Linked DNA regions of Ovis aries: region 1 is linked to region 2. Evidence: chromatin contacts called from public Hi-C data. All regions are on one chromosome and are shown on one strand. Each heading gives the region's core, a stretch centred on a gene start, on an enhancer-like site or on the middle of the called end of the contact. The rest is flanking DNA. Distances are from core to core; before and after follow the strand shown. Region 1 holds the start of STIM1 (stromal interaction molecule 1). Region 2 overlaps STIM1 (stromal interaction molecule 1).

Region 1 (3,596 bases), core at 10-2,509, 95 kb after region 2:
TTTGATATTTCAGATGGGCACAGCTAGGAGACAGCAGATTACCTAAGGGCAGGGAGGAAATAGGGTTCCCACGCTCACTGGAATAGCAAGGCACACCTCAACACTAACTTACAGAGTAATAAAGCTGGCTCAGTCCTGACTTTCCCTGCCCAGTCCAAGTAGCCTCAACCTCCCCTCTGCTGCCAAGTGCTGAAACTGGCCAAAAGCAATAGACTTATCATCTGCCCAGGCCATTATTCCAGGCAAGTAATCCTGAGACAGGGTCTTGACTTGCTGATCTGAAAGGCCAAGGTGTGCCAGAAGCAAACCGCCTTTCTCTGCCAACAAAAGACATCCTGAGGAGGGATGAAGAAAGTTGTTCAAGACACAAAGACATCAGCAGTAGCTCCTGAACGGAAAGAACTCCCTGGACTCCTAAGAACTGGCAGTGCCATGAGTGGGTCCTCCATCAATCACAAGTGTAGAAACCGACTGTTCAAACTTCCCCACTTGGGCAACTCAGTTCTTGCCCGTGGTAAGGCCTTACCTGCTGCAGTGGACTCCTCAGAATTGGCCCCCGAGCCGGTCGCCTTCTCGCTGTGGCTTTGGCTGAAGCTCTGGCCGTGATGCAGGAGGAGCCCCCAAACGAGCCACAGGGCAAGACGAGCGCACACATCCATGACTCCAGGTCTCAGTCAACATGCGCCTGATGGAGACACCTCAGGGTCTCAGAGGCAAAGTTCGGAGCCCGGTCTTGGAACCCCAGGCAAGATGCCCTCGAGGTGCCGCAGCTGTCCAGCCACGCGCGAGTCTGCCTCCTCCGACAGCCAAAGGTCAAGTGCTCCAAGTTTGGGAGCGGGAGGAAGGCCGGCGTCTCCGGCCCAACTGTGTGTCCGCTGGAGCTGCGACGGCCTGAGTGCCCTGTCAGCTCAAGCCGCTTCCGGAGAGTTTGGACAAGGTGGCCGCGGAGCCGCTGTCCGCTCCGCAGCCGGCTACACCCCTTGGGGAGGGGGTGAGCGGGCGGGACCTCTCGCGGGCACCGGAGTGGGGGAGGGAGAGAAAGGAGGAGAAGGGGGCACCTGGCTTCGCCCCGCCGGGGATCCTCGAGCAGCGCAGGTTCGGGGAGGGCGTGCGACTCCGAGGCCCCCGCGGGCGCGGGCGGCTCGGGGATCCCAGGCCTCCAAGGCCGAGGTCAGCGATCCCGCCCAGTCCCGTGCCCCGGCCGGCGGTGCCCAGGTTCAGCAGGCGGACGCGCACGGGCCAGGCCCGGGATAGAGGCTCGCGGGCGTGCGGGCGGGAGGCGCGGGGCGGGCCCGGGGCGGGCGGGGGCGTGCTCTCCCGCAGGCCCGCCCAGCGCCGCCCGGCCCCCAGCGAAGCCCGGGCCCGCCCCAGCGCTGGGTTTATCCCGGAATAACCTGTTGTAGGCAGCCACCCGGCGCCCGCAGACCCCGGAGGGCTCTCCCGGTCCGCGCTAGTCTCCGCTAGGATCCCTCTCCCCAGCCAAGGGTCGGGTCCCAAGCTTCCCTTTCGCCCACTAGTCTCTCCCGTGCTAACCGCCCGCAAACGGACGGGCTGGCGGGCGCTGACACGCAAGTCGCTCAGGTAACCCAGGCCTGCGGCGGCGGCGGCGATGATGACAGTGGCCCGGATCTCCGGGCCTCGGTGCCGACCCACTCGCCTCAGCTCTAGAGCCGGGCAAGGCAGAGGGCCTGGACACTACGACTGCCGCCCGGTACTGCCCGAGGAGACAACGACCCGGCCCGGTTCAGCGGGGGGCGCGTTCCCAGCCCCCTACTCCCGGCCGGCATCCTAGGCTCCGCCCCTCTCGCCGCTCCCCGCAGCCAATCGGCTCCCGCCTCTCTGCAGCTTAGGAACCCGCGCGCTTAGTCACCCCTGTGCAGCGGCCCCTGGCGGGCAAAGCTAGGTTCTGCGGCCGGGATCGGAGCTCCTTGGGAGGCCCTGCCCCTTTGCAGAGAGCTGGGGAATTAGAGCGAGGACCCGCCCCGGGGGAGGCCCATTGGGGCCTGCTAGTGTTTTCAGAAGGAATGATGCCAGAAAACAAAGCGAAGCGTCCAAACCAGTATAGGTAAAATGGCCCCACACATTCCTAAATGGCCAAAGGGCCCCATATCTGCCTTCCTGACCTTCCCCCCTAATTTACCCCCCCCAATCCAAGCTAAGTAGGATGCCCTCCCTTAACTCTCTCAGCCCATTTTCCTACCCGTCCCCCAACCCCCTCCCCTCTGAGGTTTCTGCGGGTAGGGCCTGTGTAGGTTCCTCCCTGCATCTCACTCTCCCAGCTCTGTGTGTGGCTTGAGGGTGTTAGCGACTTGAGAACGAGTGCCCCTATAAAGAGGGAGAAGCGTCTGGGCCTCCCTCAACAGAGCCTGCACTTCCTGTTCTCTTCTCAAGTGTGCTGTCAGCAGATCTTTACTGAAACCTGCTCTGTGCCCTGCCCTGTCCTTGGCACCGGCCCTCCCCTGACAGTGCTAAGCCAGCTACCTGTTCTGAGCAAGCCCTCTGAAGATCGGGAACACGGATTTGCCCAACAGCTGCCGGGCTTAAGAGTTAGGCTGTTAATATAAAAATACACCTCCGACGTCATCTACTACCACCCTCCCACTCTCTTATTGAACTTCGGTAACACTGGTCTTAAGTTCCTCAAGCACATGGAATCTCAGCCACCTCCCATGCCTCCTAGCTACTGTGGCTTCTACCTAAAACACTCTCTTCCCCTCCAGGGCCTCCCATCAACATGGCCCCCTTCCTCACATGACTGACTTCTCATTCTTCCAGATACAATTCAATGGACTTCCCTGGTGGTCCAGCGGCTGAGACTCTGCACTCCCAAGGCAGGGGGCCTGGGTTTGATCCCTGGTGAGGGAACTAGATTCACATTCGGCAATTTAAAGATCCTGCGTGCTGCGACAAAAATGGAAGATCCCACCTGCTGCATCCAAGACCCAGCACAGGCAAATAAATGAATAAATATACATGGAGAAGGAAACGGCAACCCACTCCAGTATTCTTGCCTGGAGAATCCCATGCACGGAGGAGCCTGGTGGGCTTCAGTCCACGGGGTCGCAAAGAGTCCGACACGACTGAGCAACTTCACAAACACACACACATACATTTTTTGAAAAATACAGTTTAAGATCTTCTCCTCAGAAACTCCTACTCAGCCACCAAGTTCAGAATTGGACCATACACATATCTGTCTTCCACCACCCCACAGGATTATGACTTTTCAGAGGTTAGGGCCTGCGCTTTATTCATCTCTGGGAAATGGCCATCCATCACAGGCCCTGTACGGAGTAAGTACTCACAAAACCTGGTTGACATAAGTTAATTCATTTGATTGTACAAATATGTACTGAGTAACAACTGTATGTTGGAAAACTGGCCCTAAGATAAGCCCCTGATAGAGCCTTAAACTCAAGCAGCAAAGTGGGAAAATAGCCAATATTATTGAGAGAAGTAGATGAGAGTAATAGGGAGTGGTAGGGACTGGGGCACCCTAGCGGCAGGCAGGAAGGCGGACACGGTGTTGCTGGATCATCTTTAAGAGAAGATGGAAGTCTGGACTTTTAAATGATATAGCCCCTTTATCAACAAGG
Region 2 (3,813 bases), core at 186-2,685:
AATAAACAGAACTGAGAACTGCTAAATTATACATATCTCCTAGCCTGGTTTTGATTATACTCAATTATCATGAAGAACTCCTTTGACTTGTCATTGTAACTTGTTAACATTGACCTGAAAAAGTTGCTCAACCTTTTGGAGGCACTGTTTCTTCATCTGTAAAATGTGGCATAAAAACCACAATGTTCTAAGTATTTAAAATTATGCAAGCTAACTTTACCTTGCCCACTGATTAAAGTAAAACTAGTTTGGTCTAGATAAATGTTATGTCTTCTTACTGCCTTAAAAAAATTTTTTTTTCTCTTAAAAACTTAAAACTAAATCTCTTGAATAATAACTACCTAGCTGAAGGGAGAAGGAACAGATGTATGTGAAACTGACCTATCCAAAGCACCAGCTTGACAGAGAATGTAGGTGGGTAGCTAACCCTACTCTCCCTCCAGCTCTTCATGTTTAAGGCTTGCTGGCCCTTCATGGCCCAGGGAAAGTCCATCTCCACCAGGAAAGCTTCCTGAACCACTCCAGGTCAGAGCACTGAGCCCAGTCTGGGCCAGGCACCACCTCATAAGGTTTCTTCTGCTCATAATTGAATTATATCCCAGGTGGCCTGTTAGCTCCTCTGGAGTGGGACTTGAGAGTCCTATCACTATTTCTGCAAGAACAGAATTGAGGACATTATAACTTCCTAAGGGAGAAAGGGAGGATGAACAAGACAGGAACTATGCTGCGACTTCTACATATGGTGTCTCTTTTATTATTCTGTGAATTGGTACCTTTATTATCCCCAGTATAAGATGAGGAAACTGAGGCCCAGATACACTACATTATCTACTCAAGTCACATAAATGGTGAAAGTAGGGTGGAACTAGGATATTATCTATCTACAGTCTTAATAAGAATAAATACATATTGGTGCGACTTGGTTACCCACCATACAGCTGGTCTGTTAGGCAGTTCAGTCATACCAGCCTTCCACCTCAACTCCTTTTTGCTGCCAGTTGGGCTTGAGATGCCAGTTTGACTTTCTTACTTACTCTCATTTTATCTCACATGGGAAATGTGAAGGGAGCTCCCCAGGGTCCCTTCCAGGGTGGAGTATGTGGAAAAAACAGGCTAAACAAAGGGTGCTTCAGGGGGAATTTAAAAAAAGAGGCAAGTATCCATATCCTATCATATCAGAGCCAGAAAGACTCACTAGTTAAATTCTCTGGTTTTACAGACGAAGATATTGAACCCTAAGAGGCAAGGTCATTTGCCTAAGGTCACACAGCTGAGTGGAGACTGAAATCCTGTCTCTCAACTTCCAAATTAGTACTCACTTTGGTCTACCCTGCACCAGGCTATGGAGACAGAACTGGAGTATGACCTGTCAGGCCTGTCACTAAGCGAAAAACCCAAACGCTGTAAACACAGGAAATGGGCTGGGATGAGGTTCAGAGGGAGTAGCAATCTTTGCCAAGTTAGAAGTGTTCAAGCGTTTCCTGTCCACAGCTGTTAACTGTCACAGAAATGCTCCAGAAAGTAATACAGGCAGAAAAAAAGAAAAGAAAAAAAGACTAAGGCCTAGAATTGACTATAAATTATTCAGGCTAATCCACTTAGTTTTACAGATGAGGAAGCTAAGACTACCCCCTAAAAGAAAAATGACTTGACCAAACTCACACCATAGAATTCAAAGATCCTTAGAAACCACTTACTTGGTTCAAATCCTTCACTTTAACGATGAAGTTTGAGCCCCAGAGAGGGAAAGGGCCTTGCCCAAGCTCACACAGCTAGACTTGTGTCACAGCCAGCAATGGAACTCGGGTCTTCTACCTCACAGGCCACTATGCTTCCCACTAGTTAGAGTGAGCAAGATAAAGGGCTCTGCCTCAGATGATTTGGGTGCTATTTTGGCCTTGAAAAAAATGCAACATGTCAGGAAACTGAAAATAAGCAGGATATACTAATAGCTAATGAAGAATGACAAGGGCCAAACAGAGTAAGCTTAGAGGAGCCAAAACAAAAGTGGTCTGGTTGCTTAAGACTTTGGGAAACTAAGAGGTAGAAAAATATTCTGGCTATTCTAGGAACTTAGAATCCAGAGGAGAACAATCAGGGAAAACACACAGAAATGGCCGGAAACACTAAGGGAAATCCCAAGGTAATGCTTCCTTCTTCTGTCCTAAGTCAAAATATCCAGAAAACATCACTGCAGGAGCAATCCTCGGTTCAGCAGGCCACTAAGGGGTACAATAGTAATTGGCAGATTCCTGGGCCCCCATTCTACACAGCTCATGGGTATGGAAGGAACTATATTTACACAATTGCTGGCAGTTCATATATATCCAACTTTTGCATCAGCCCTGCATGACAAGGACCATGATTGCCATTTGACAGATGTGGAAACTAGGGCTGAGAGAAGACAAGTCTTAGTCACAGTCACAGTTAGTATTATACATGGCAAATCAAATTGCTGTTGTTGTTTAGTTGCTCAGTTGTGTCCAACTCTTTGCAACCCCATGGACTGCAGCCCACCAGGCTTCCCTGTCCATGGGATTTCCCAGGCAGGAATTCTGGAGTGGGTTGCCATTTCCCACTCTAGGGGATCTTCCTGACCCAGGGATTGAACCCACATCTCCTGCATTGCCGGTGGATTCTTTACCCCCTAGCCACCAGGGAATCCAGTATTCACACTTTAAAACTCTCCTTCCAGAAATTCTTAGCAAATGTCTGCTGCTCTAATCCTATGGGATACAATGAGGAAATAGATATGCTTCTGGCCTACTGGCGTTCCAATCAGGGATTGGAGAGTTAAGTAATTATTGTAACAACACATAACAATTTTGAATGCTTACTAATATAGCAAGTGCTATTCTAAGCTCTCCACGTATACTGCTCCATTTAATTTACACAGGAACTTAGTGAGGTGGTTACGGTTTTGTTTTTGTTTGTTTTTGGTCATGCTGCTTGGCTTGCAGGATCGTCATTCCCCTACCAAGGATTAAACCCAGCCACAGCGGTGAAAGCACTGAGTTTCAACCACTGGACCACCATGGAATTCCAACATCATTACTATTATTCTCCTCATGTACAGATAGGAAAACAAGGCACAGAGAGACTCAGTAACTTGCTTAAGAGCACACAGCAAGCAAGTCATAAAAGTAAGGATTCAAACCCAGGCAGCTTGACTCTAGAGCTCATACTCTTCTTTTTTTTAATTTATCAAGTATAGTTGAACAATGTTGTGTTCATTTCTACTTTACAGCAATGTGATTCAGTTATATATATATTCTTCTACATACTCTTTTCAATTATGGTTTATCACAGGATATTGAATATACTAGTTCCCTGTGCTATACAGAAGAACCTCATTATTTATCAATTCTGTATATAATAGTTTGTGTCTGCTAACCCCAAACTTCCAAGCCATCCCTCTCCCCCTCCTCCTTTGGCAACCACATGTCGTTCTCTACGTCAGCGAGTCTGTTTTATAAATAAGTTCATTTATATCCTACTTTATATTCCACATATAAGTGATATCATATGATATTTATCTTTTTCTGACTGACTTCACTTAGTATAATAATCTCTAGGCCCATCCATGTTGCTGCAAATGGCATTATTTCATTCCTTTTATGGCTGGGTAGTATTCCATTGTATATATGCACCATGTCTTCTTCATCCATTGATCTTTTGATGGACAATTAGGTTGTTTTCATGTCTTGACAATCGTGTATAGTGCTGCTATGAACATAGGGGTGCATGTATCTTTTTGAAGTATAGTTCTGTCTGGATATATTCCCAGGAGTGAGATTGCTGGATCATATGGCA

What was found. Hi-C and Micro-C count contacts between places; a contact is called where the count stands out from the background.
Region 1: a contact with region 2 is called in a Hi-C map of tail adipose tissue, with 2.6 times the contacts expected there. The contact joins the promoter of STIM1 here to the enhancer-like site in region 2. A contact is called at or near these places in 9 of 16 Hi-C or Micro-C datasets (blood, liver, omental adipose tissue and 1 more).

What each region holds. Positions count from the first base shown.
Region 1 is chr15:49,983,340-49,986,935 of ARS-UI_Ramb_v3.0, forward strand. It overlaps STIM1 (stromal interaction molecule 1), which reads right to left and starts at 1,260. Exons shown (of 13, transcript XM_060399990.1): 1 at 527-1,260. The coding sequence starts at 659.
Region 2 is chr15:49,887,941-49,891,753 of ARS-UI_Ramb_v3.0, forward strand. The region is part of intron 1 of STIM1 (stromal interaction molecule 1); the gene reads right to left. Among named protein-coding and RNA genes, the nearest start is that of STIM1, 95 kb to the right of the region's middle. Within about 2 kb of position 1,436, at least 23 of the 54 cell types and tissues checked have an H3K27ac peak or open chromatin away from gene starts, as enhancers often do. A contact at or near this core is called in liver and tail adipose tissue, where this site is marked.